Linked DNA regions of Ovis aries: region 1 is linked to region 2. A link is a contact called in public Hi-C data. All regions are on one chromosome and are shown on one strand. The core of a region is the stretch at or near the end of the contact, and the rest is flanking DNA. Distances in the headings are between cores, read along the strand shown. Region 1 has its middle 54 kb from the start of TAPT1. Region 2 holds the start of TAPT1 (transmembrane anterior posterior transformation 1).

Evidence for each region. A called contact is a pair of places that touch in the nucleus more often than the background predicts.
Region 1: a contact with region 2 is called in a Hi-C map of blood, with 2.8 times the contacts expected there. The contact joins the enhancer-like site here to the promoter of TAPT1 in region 2. A contact is called at or near these places in 2 of 16 Hi-C or Micro-C datasets (blood and tail adipose tissue).

What each region holds. Positions count from the first base shown.
Region 1 is chr6:112,304,078-112,309,819 of ARS-UI_Ramb_v3.0, reverse strand. No RefSeq gene overlaps it. Among named protein-coding and RNA genes, the nearest start is that of TAPT1, 54 kb to the right of the region's middle. Within about 2 kb of position 2,934, at least 8 of the 54 cell types and tissues checked have an H3K27ac peak or open chromatin away from gene starts, as enhancers often do.
Region 2 is chr6:112,249,338-112,254,999 of ARS-UI_Ramb_v3.0, reverse strand. It overlaps TAPT1 (transmembrane anterior posterior transformation 1), which reads left to right and starts at 1,704. Exons shown (of 14, transcript XM_015096648.4): 1 at 1,704-2,177. The coding sequence starts at 1,709. LOC114115351 (a long non-coding RNA gene) reads right to left here and starts at 1,014. Exons shown (of 3, transcript XR_003589722.3): 1 at 1-1,014.

The DNA of each region.
Region 1 (5,742 bases), core at 1,685-4,184, 54 kb before region 2:
ACCACCCTAGTGCTCCAGAGCTGAGGTTCCCTCTCCTGACCAGGGTCCTCCTGCCCCTCTGATGGAGTGGCATCTCCTCCCCAGCCCAGCTTAGCCCCAGCAAGCTCTCTTATCAGGACAAGGAGCACGTCCTGGTGTCCCGATGGCCATCAAGACACTTCAGCCTCATCCCAGCATTACTGTAAAGACGCTCTGAGACCAGAGAAAGCCACCGGGCCCATGTAGGTGATGCTTCTTCTCTAAAGAGAGAAAAGTACATGTTTTTAAAGTCTGAGGTCATTTCTAGCAGAGGCGATGCCATGAATCTATGAATGATTGCAATAGGTGACCTGCTTGTCACATATTGGAAACTTCAGATATAAAGTCCTCTGCTGAGAAATTAAAGCCCCAGAACTGGACACAAGATGGGCGGGAGACTGGGAATGGTGGGGGGATGCAGGAACATAAGAATTTACTTACTAGGGTGCAGTCTGGTGCAGCAGGAACACTTTGCTTTAAAGAAACATTCAAAAGAATGATGACCTGTTTTCCCAGGAAATTTCTCCATTTTTGTGAACCTCCACATCTCTAAAAAATGAAACACAACAATTTTGAAAACAAAGCAAGCTATATGTAAGGCTAAAACATTGCAAAGATACAATATGCCTTTGAATTTTTTTCAAGCTTTTGCTTTTTTTTTTCTATTGGGGTATAACTGATTAACAATGAGGGAGTGTCAGGTAAACAGCCAAGGGACACAGCAATACATACACATGTATCCATTCTCCCCCGAAATCCCCTCCCATCCAGGCTGCCACATAACACTGAGCAGAGTTCCCTGTGCTATGCAGTAGGTCCTTGTTCATTAACTATTTTAAATATAGCAATGGGTGCATGACCTTCCCAGCCTCCCTAACTATCCCATCCCCCTGGAAACCGTAAGTTCATTCTCTAAGCCTGTGAGTCTCTTTCTGTTTTCTAAGTGAGTTCGTTTGCATCATTCCACCTACTCCACTTAGATTCCACCTTAAATTTCACTTAGGTTCCACGTTAAATTCCACTTAGATTCCACCTATGAGGGATGTCATATGATATTTTTCCTTCTCTGACTTACTTCACTCAGTATGACACTCTATATCCATCCATGTTGCTGCAAATAACCTGCTTTTGAATTTTATTTTAGACCTCCAAGAATCTAACAAAGTAACTGCTGCTGCTGCTGCTAAGTCGCTTCAGTCGTGTCCGACTCTGTGCGACCCTATAGACTGCAGCCCACCAGGCTCCTCCGACCCTGGGATTCTCCAGGCAAGAACACTGGAGTGGGTTGCCATTTCCTTCTCCAGTTCTTTTTCAAAAAAACTAAAAGCATTCATATTATATAGACCCTTCATTTTCTAGGGAATCTAGCCTATACCAATACTTTCACTCTAAGTATGAAAGTGAAAGTCTCCCAGTCAAATCCAGCTCTGCGACACCATGGCCTGTAGTCCGCCAGACTCCTCTGTCCATGGGATTCTCCAGGCAAGAATACTGGAATGGGTAGACAGTCCCTTCTCCAGGGGACCTTCCTATCTCAGGGATTGATCCCCAGTCTCCAAGAATACTGGAGTGGGTTGCTATGCCCTCCTCCAGGGGATCTTCCCAACTAAGGATCAAACCCACGTCTTTTATGTCTCTTGCATTGCTAGGCAGGCTCTTTACCACAAGCACCACTATATAATATGGGAGAATCACAATACTCACCAAAATTCAGATACAAAAAGCACAAAATTTGAACTCACCTGCACAGCCCTTCTGCTATTTCACTAGGTGGCAGCATGGAATAACAAATAATGATATCACACAGAAGTAAGAAATGAAACTGTGAAAAGCTACTCTAAGAACAATGTCAGCTTCTCAAAGATTTCTGAAACAACAGAAAGAACTTCAGTGCTTTTTCAGCTTAACTTGAAATTGGATTTATTAGAGGCATTATTGGAGTCCACACATTCACACATTCCATTTCAGGTAAAAATTCTTGAGACTGAAGTATGATGGAGAAAAAGGGTGGATTCTATGAGGTATCTTTTCTTCATTAATATTTAACCAAAGGAAATAACAATTCACCGCTAAGCAAAGAATCCGCCTGCAATACAGGAATCCTGGGTTCAGTCTCTGGGTTGGGAAGATATCCTGGAGACGTGAAAGACTACCCACTCCAGTATTCTGGCCTAGAGAATTCCATGGAGTATACAGTCCACGGGGTCACAAAGAGTCGGACACAACTGAGAGACTTTCACTTTCACTTTCTAAGCAAAGAGAGCTGTTGATAGATACCAACACCAGTTATAACGAAATTTTCTCAAAGTCAGATCTTGGATTTTACTTGGCAATGAATGACCTACAAATGAAAATTGGAATTTTAACTCTAAGAAAACATACCCGCACAAATTAGAAATTTAAGACTGTTGGTAGCAGACTGTCATTCCAGAGTCAGGGCATGAAGGCGGTTCCTTGACTTCATGTGTGTGTCTCTGTGTGTGTGTAGAATTTCCATGTTAAAAGTCAAGCTGTTTCATACAAAAATCCAGATTCTTGGCTTCTCTAGAGCCCACAGATCTGCAAACACTGAATCCATATTTTCTCTTTTTTATTTTTTAATTGCAGTATAATCGCTTTGTTTCTGCTGTACCACAACGTGAATCAGCTATAAGTATACTTATATCCCCTCCATACTTTCACATGCAGCAGAAGGCTGGCACCAAGTGGCAGCCACCCCCTTTAACCAACTAGGAGCCCTCCAGAATCTTCCATCTGCTCTGACCCTGGTGTCTGCTTCCTAGCTGTGTTAGTTTTCTATTGTTTTGTAACAATGACCACACAAACTTAGAGGCTTAGAACAGCACTCATGGGGCAGCTGACACCTCTGTGGTCAAAAGCCCTGTGGTCAGAAGCCCAGGAACAGCATGACTGCGTTTCCTGCTCACAGTCTTATGAAGCTACCGTCTGTGTGCCAGCCAGCCTGCTTTCTCATCCCCTCCCAGACCACGTGGTGCAGGCAGGGACTGAGTCCTGTGTGGTCGTATGCCTGTACTCCCACTTGTCTCTTGGTTCTGAGCAGGAACAGTCTCAAGTCCGGCTGGCCGCCAGCATTCCTTACCGCGTGGCCTGCATATTCAAAGGCAGCAAGGGAGCACCCCACTCATGCTCCAGCTCTCCCTCCAGAAGGAGCTCAGTCCCCTTTGAGGCCTCACCTGAATAGGGCTGGCCCATCCAAGTTCCTCTCCTATCCTTAAAGCCAAGCTTTGTGACACAAGCTACTCCTGGGGGTGACGTCACATCACAGTGACAGTCCCATGGCTTTTGCAGGCCATGCACACAAACACGAGGCGGGACTCTCAGAATCCTGTCTGCCACACTTGGCTAAATAAGTTTATCATTCATTATCAAACTTGCACTGGAGTTTTTGTTGTTGTTCGTTTCTTAGAATCGTGTTCACACCGAGCTATTTCCATGACACATTTCCAGCAAAAATTGAGAAGATGAAAAAGTGAAGTCCATATAGTTTGAGAACAACAAGACAAATGTTCGTACATGTTTCATATCAAAATGACACGGACTTTTTTTAGACTCGGGCCCCATGACTCATCTTTGCTGCCCACCTGGGAGTTTCAGTCTGTGGCCCCTGGCTTAAACCGTACTCAACATCTGTCTCCACTGAAGACATTTGAAGAACCTCTCCAACACCTCTCATATGACGTCTGGCTCCCCGATTCCACTGCCTCTCTGCTCTTGAGTTTAGGAGCTTCAATCTTCAGGGTTCCCCGAGATAAGAGACTGTGCATTTTTTCTAGTGCATCTCAAATTCTCTGTGATGAAGAAACTTCCTTCCCCAACCCATCACACATAGCTCATGACTCAATGGACATGAGTTAGCAAATTCCAGGGGATAGTGAAGGATAAAGAAGCCTGGTGTGCTGCACTCCATGTGGTCAAAAGGAGCTGGACACAGCTACTTAGCGACTAAAAAACAACAACCCATCGCAGACTGATTTTTTTTTAAAAAGTACTATAGAAATAAAATGAGTTCACTGATGATGTTCTCAGATATTGGAGCAATGTAAAAAGTTGCTATGAAAAACTGTGAAAGTTAGCTGCTCAGTCACATCTGACTCTTTGTGACCCCATGTATTGTAGCCAGCCAGGCTCCTCTGTCCATGGAATGCTTCAGGTAAGAATATTGGAGTGGGTAGCCATTCCCTTCTCCAAGGGATCTTACCAACCCAGGGATCAAACCTGGGTCTCCTGCATTGCAGGCAGATTCTTTAGTCTGTGCCACCAAGGAAGCAAAAAAAAAAAAAAAAAAAATTGCTATAAAAGTTTCCAAATTTTACCTTGTTAGAGACTGTTAGCAGATTACTCACACAGAGTTACTACTCTTGTTACCATAAGAAGCTAATAATGACCATTCATTAAGCATGTTTTCAGTGTACATGGAATTACATACCAGTGCAGTTCAGTCGCTCAGTCATGTCCGACTCTTTGTGACCCCATGAATCGCAGCACGCCAGGCCTCCCTGTCCATCACCAACTCCCGGAGTTCACTCAGACTCACGACCATTGAGTCAGTGATGTCATCCAGCCATCTCATCCTCTGTTGTCCCCTTCTCCTCCTGCCCCCAATCCCTCCCAGCATCACAGTCTTTTCCAATGAGTCAACTCTTCGCATGAGGTGGCCAAAGTACTGCAGTTTCAGCTTTAGCATCATTCCTTCCAAAGAACACCCAGGACTGATCTCCTTTAGAATGGACTGGTTGGATCTCCTTGCAGTCCAAGGGACTCTCAAGAGTCTTCTCCAACACCACAGTTCAAAAGCATCAATTCTTTGTCACTCAGCCTTCTTCACAGTCCAACTCTCACATCCATATATGACTACTGGAAAAACCATAGCTTTGACTAGATGGACCTTTGTTGGCAAAGTAATGTCTCTACTTTTGAATATGCTATCTAGGTTGGTCATAGCTTTCCTTCCAAGGAGTAAGCGTCTTTTAATTTCATGGCTGCAGTCACCATCTGCAGTGATTTTGGAGCCCAAAAAATAAAGTCTGACACTGTTTCCACTGTTTCCCCATCTATTTCCCATGAAGTGATGGGACCAGATGCCATGATCTTCGTTTTCTGAATGTTGAGCTTTAAGCCAACTTTTTCATTCTCCACTTTCACTTTCATCAAGAGGCTTTTGAGTTCCTCTTCACTTTCTGCCATAAGGGTGGTGTCATCTGCATATCTGAGGTTATTGATATTTCTCCCAGCAATCTTGATTCCAGCTTGTGCTTCTTCCAGTCCAGCGTTTCTCATGATGTACTCTGCACAGAAGTTAAATAAGCAGGGTGACAATATACAGCCTTGATGTACTCCTTTTCCTATTTGGAACCAGTCTGTTGTTCCATGTCCAGTTCTAACTGTTGCTTCCTGACCTGCATATAGGTTTCTCAAGAGGCAGGTCAGGTGGTCTGTATTCCCATCTTTTTCAGAATTTTCCACATTTTATTGTGATCCACACAGTCAAAGGCTTTGGCATAGTCAATAAAGCAGAAATTTATTTTTTTCTGGAACTCTCTTGCTTTTTCAATGATCCAGAGGATGTTGGCAATTTGATCTCTGGTTCCTCTGCCTTTTCTAAAACCAGCTTAAACACCTGGAAGTTCGCAGTTCACATATTGCTGAAGCCTGGCTTGGAGAATCAAATTACACATAGTGCGACAGTTGTGATAGCTAGATTTT
Region 2 (5,662 bases), core at 455-2,954:
TCAGCCAGCAAACGTGGTGAGACAGGAATTGGGAACTGACAGCCACAAGCAGTAAACGCTTCCTTCCTCCTGGACAATAGAACAGGATGGTTTTACTCTATCGAAGATCAGAGAAAAACAGAATTCGAGCCTTAAGGAATCTCAGAGGCCGCAGTTTTCAGTACCTTTTGATTTTCAAAATAATTCTAAAGATTTGATCAGAGCACTTGTTTCTGACTGATTTAACTCAGTTTTGACAGATGTAACCAAAACAAGAGAATTTCGTGGTCACAGGGATGTTTAGAAATGTAAACTCCCCAACGGTTCCGTTTTCTGAAGGATAAGGATGTTTCAAAGACATCAGTTCCTCCTTTCACTGGCGCCCGAGGGCCAGTTCCCATCTACCGGGCCTCCCTGGTCCAGCTGGGTCCCTCGTCCCCTACCCCTCAATCTGCTCTTAAATCTGTGAGGCGGCTGTCCTCTCTGCATGGAGCCCAGAACAGCCCACTCTGAGTTCGCAACCAGGTGGGTACCCGCTGGCGACAACAGAACCCTCAAGGTCTCTGATGAACCACCACGAGGTCGATTCTTACTCTGTTCACACCCACTTGTATCTATCAGGGCTTCCCCTGGTTGTTCAGACGGTAAAGCGTGTGGCCGTAATGTGGGATTCCCTGGTTCCATCCCTGGGTTGGGAAGATTCCCCTGGAGAAAGAATAGCAACCCACTCCAGTCTTCTGGCCTGAATCCCATGGACAGAGGAGCCTGGTGGGCTACAGTAGTCCGTGGGGTCAGAGTCGGACACGTCTGAAGTGACTTCACTTTTCTAGCTCTCCAGTTGAGGTCTAGGGAACTTCCAGACAACTTAACCTTAAGCGAAGGATTCCAGTTTTCCTTAATCAAAAGGGAACCCCCAGAGGCACAGGTTTTAGTTGGCAGACAAGAACCTGACCGGCCACAAATCCCCCACCCCCTTAAACGGAGCGACCGGCCCCTTCCCGGAGTCTGGAGCATCCTGACTCCCAGCGGCGGCGGACACCGCGCTCGGTGCGGAGTCACACGCCCGAGCTGCCCAGGGCGGTCACCCCAAGTGAAGAGGGGGCGCCCCGGGTGATGAGCGAGGGCGGCCGAGAGCCGTATCCTAACCCTAACGCCGACAAGCGGCCTTAGGAGGTCCGCGGGCGCGGAAAAAAAAAACAAACAAACAAACAAAAAAACGTAGAAAGCACCCGGCTCCTCGGGCGGAGTCCCCGGACCCGTGCCCTCCCCGCTCCGCACCCCCACCTGTTGGGCAGCATCTCCGGGGCACCTTCTGGCCCAAGTGCTTTGGAAACTGTCAACAACAACAACAACAAAACCCCAGAAGCCCGGGATGCTGACGGGCGAGCCAAACAATGCAGAAGAGCGGGAGCCCGAGGAGCCGACCCGCGGGGCCGGCGATCATCTGGAGGCCGGCCCGCAGCGCCGCGGCCGCGCCAGCGGTGCCAAGACCGGGCGGGCGGCGGCGCCGGCGCACTCCGGGCACCGAGCCTGCAAAAGGGGCCCCGGGCGAGCGGCCGGCCACCTCGCAGACGGCGGGCAGCGGGCGCAGCAGCAGCGGCCGCCGCCCCGGGGCTCCTCGGCCGACCCTCCGGCCGCCGCCGCCGCCGCCGCGCTCGGCTTGCTCCCGCCGGGGCCCCGACCCGAGCCCCGGAGGCGCTCGCTCTCCGCGGCCGCGCGGCCCGGCGGCATGGAGCCCGGCGCGGCGCGGGAAGGCAGCGCGCGTCACGGCGATGGCAGGAAGAAGATGGCGGCGGCCGTGGCGGCGGCGGCGGCGGCCGCCTCCTCTCACGCGCCGCTGACGCCAATGGCGCGCGCCGGCCGGCGGGCCGCGGATGGCGGCGGCGGCGGCGGCGGCGGCCCGGGCTCCGCTGAGGGGCGGGGCGAGGCGGGAAGGGGGCCGGCCGGAGGCGGAGGCCGGGCCGGCGCCTGGAGGGAGGCGGTGGGGACGGTTTGCTGTGCGCGGAACATGGCGGGCGTCGGCGACGCGGCCGCCCCGAGAGAAGGCGGCGCGGACGGCGCCGAGCGGGACGGCCGCGCTGAGGCGGAGCAGCTGGGCGGCGGCGGCGGTCACGGGCCCCCGCCGGCGCCTCAGCACACGGAGACGCTGGGCTTCTACGAGAGCGACCGGCGGCGGGAGCGGCGCCGCAGCCGCGCAGGTGAGAAGGGCGGGCGGGGAGGCGGGCGGCGCTAGGCCGCGGCCGCGGCGGCGGAGGGCGGCGAGAGGCGCCGCGCGGGACTCCGGCCGCGAGCTCCGGGGGCGGCTGGGCTTGGATGGGCGCGCGCGGAGCCGGCGCGGCTCCCGAGGCGCCGCGGCCGCTGACAGGCTCCTCGGGCGGGGCCGCCGGCAGCGCCGAGGCCGCCGGGCGATCAAACGCCCGCCCGGCCAGGTGCGTCCGAGAGACCGAGAGGGGCAGCGGCCGGGGGCGTGCGTCCCCGCTCCCTTTTCCTGCTGCTTCTGAAAGGTCTTTCTTTAAAACAAACAAACAAACGAAACAGAGCGTCTGGGGTCTCCTCCCGCCTGGATAACGTGGGCGAGCATCTCAGCCCCCACCCCCGGCTCGAGCTCAAAACTGAGCAGCGCGAGGCTGGATTTCATTATCTGTGTGTCAAGGTGACTTCTGTTGTGTTTCCAGCGAACTTGAGTCATCCGAACCTGTTAACTTGTTCTCTAAATAATGTGTTCTTCTGCCGCAGATAACGCGGTGGTAATGGCAGTGAAGTTTCAGCCCTTCTGCCCAGGGTATAAATATTTAGCGCTCCTGCACATGTTACCTGTGAACTTTTCCTAAACCGAAACTTAAGCCGCTTTTAAAAAGAAAAGAAAGGAAAAGGCGTCTCTTGTGAATCCTCCTTTCAGTGCCCGGTTTTTAAGCCTGTTGTTTTAGTATTGTTTCTTTCAGCTGTAGGATGTTATTCTTGTGTTCAGAAAGTTTTAAAAAGTTGCCTTTGTATTCATACTGCAGTTCTGTCTGAGGCTCGAAAGAAGGGAAGACATTGAGGTGTATCATTGAATGTAGAGTGACCATAGCATTTTAATTCTGGGCGTAATTCTGAGTTTTGAAGATCAGTGGAGCCATAACTCCCTTTGAATTTCTTCCAACTACAAATTGTTTCAGCTCCACAGTAGGAGCTGCATTGGTCGTTATTTCCTGCAGTTCGTGCCAATAAATGTTTAAGTCATAAGGCTTACTGTATCATTGGCTGTGCTTGTGTATGGAAGACTTGGAAGTCCTTTAGTGCTACCTTGGTCTGATCAAGTGAGATCGTGATTGATTTGCTAATTTTCAGAACTAGATATAGGTTAGCTTTTGTAGAGATCTTTATCTTTGAAAAATTAAGTTGTCTGGTTAAGTTGCCAATTTAAACTTTTGCTTGGGAGAGTGTTTACTTTCTGAATTGGTCAGATCTGAGTAAGACAGGATTAAATCTCTCAGCTGTCTGTTTACTTACTTGGACTTGAAAATTAAAAGCACTCTGGTGCAAAGAGAGAGCAATGTGGCCAGGTTTCACTGTAATTTTTTGAAATATTTATGAGTTTCAGGAAATTCAGCATTATAAATGTTGCTTGCACGCACAAAAAATGAAGTTGTCAGGAGCCTTTTGATGAGCACAGTTGCTGGGACCCTTAGCCCCGTTTCTGTGGCCCTGCCCACCATCCCTCTGGATACCTGTAACCGTGAACTTCCACAGACTTCATGCCGCCCATGCATTCTTCATCATGGGTTACTGAGGGTGGTTTACTTAACATGTTTGAAGCTGGACTTTCAACTCAGAGTTGCGGAAAGTCGTTATCAGGGACACACTTGCAGCTCTGGTTGTTTGGGTAGTTAAGTGTTTCCCCAGTTCCAGCCGTTCAGTGGAGGTGAGATACGTGTGGCAGCTCTTGAGGATCAGGACTTAGGTGAGGGTCCCAGGAGGTCTCAGCTGGAGTCACCAGCCAGCGTTGTTCTGTCTTGGCCTCCACGTGGGCCCCTTGTCCTCTCTCCCGGGTGTCTGTCCCTCTCTGCTAGGCACACAGCTCTCGCCACTGCCAAAACCCACTCCCTAACTTTGAAGCTGCTCTGGTCAAACTCTCCTCACTGGAGATTTGAAGTCTTGCAGTCATTCTGAAAGGCCCTGGGCTGCTCAAGTGCCTAGCACCTTCACCCTGACCCTCCAGCATTGCTCCCTTCCGCTGCTCAGCATCCTTTCCTTCCTCTCCTGTCCAGAATTTAGAAAATTCTTCCCTAGGGGCTGCCCTGGGCCAGAGGGCCTTGGAGTGGCACCACCTAGGGTCCTGTGAGCAGCATTTCGTCCTGAGTCAGATGTCTCCCAAGACTGGATGCTTGCACTAAAGGTGTTACTTTGTCCATTCTTTATATTCTGGCGCTGCCTCTGCTACTCTGGTCTTCCCTCCTTTCCTGCCAATTCAGGGCAACCTTTGTCTTGCCTTTTGAAAGTCGGAATTTTAGTGTCTTTGTGGCCTGAAGCATCAGTTAGTTCCAAAGTCCCCTCTATCATTTCTCCCAAGGAATGTAGGACTTTTATAAATTAGAAGTTTGTTGGCCTGTCCTAACCATCCGAGATCCTGTAAATGAACTTACAGATTAGGTGATTAGCCAGACCCTCTCAGTCCAAGTAAAATAATTCAGAACATAGTGTTTGAAGTCCCTAGTTTTATTTTGTACTTGTCTGTGTTTATGTGTGTGTGCCTAGAAGGTATATGTACGTTGGTTGGTATATATACAGCTACATCAAGGGTAACGTTTGTTTTTCTCCCTTAAACTCTTGTAATCATTTCATTCACTGAACTCCCTCTGAGTCGTGAGTAGCCTGGTGGTGGGCTGAGACTTTTCTCAGGTGCTGGTACTTAAATCCTAACATGGTTAGAAATGGCTAGTTCACTCCTCACTCCCAATTTTGTTCTCTTTCTCATGACGGCCGCTGTGTATTTATTCCACCATTGCCTCATATGGTCCTCTGTCTTGAACTCTGGTGGATATATTTATTAGTCATCACGAACTGCAGATTCATCTCTTCTTTTTTTCTTCTTAAAAAATATGTATTAATGTGTACACTTAAGAATAGTTAATGGTAACATTTATGTATATTTTACTGCAATAAAAATAAATTTAAAAATTAAAACAAAATATGACCAACATCTGTTGTCGTTTTTGCTATAGGACCAGATAATAAGTACACATTGCTGGGGCTTCCCTAGTGATCCAGTGGTTTCAGGACTCCACGCCTTCACTGCCAAAGGCATGGGTTTGATCCCTGAACAGGGAACCAAGATCCTGCCAGCCAGGAGGTTCCCACCCGCCTCACCACCACTCCCCCACCCCGCCACCCCACCAAAAAAAAGTACATGTTGCTATGTTTCCCTGCTTATTCCCCACCTCACTGCTCTGCAGAAGTTCTAAGTGGTAGAGTTTCTGTATAATCCTGTTCCTATTTAGGAATCTAGGTCCAGCAAGTCAACTTTGGACTAAGCGTTGGGCAATCCGTTCTTGGCTTATTTTGGTGGCTGAATTGCTTTGTAGACTCTGTGCTTGCCTAATCTACTTGGCTCTGTTTCATAACTCCACCACTCAGTGGCTTAGTATCCAAAGTATCTAAGTTGGCTCTAATGACTGGAGACTTAACAATGGAAGCCCTGGTG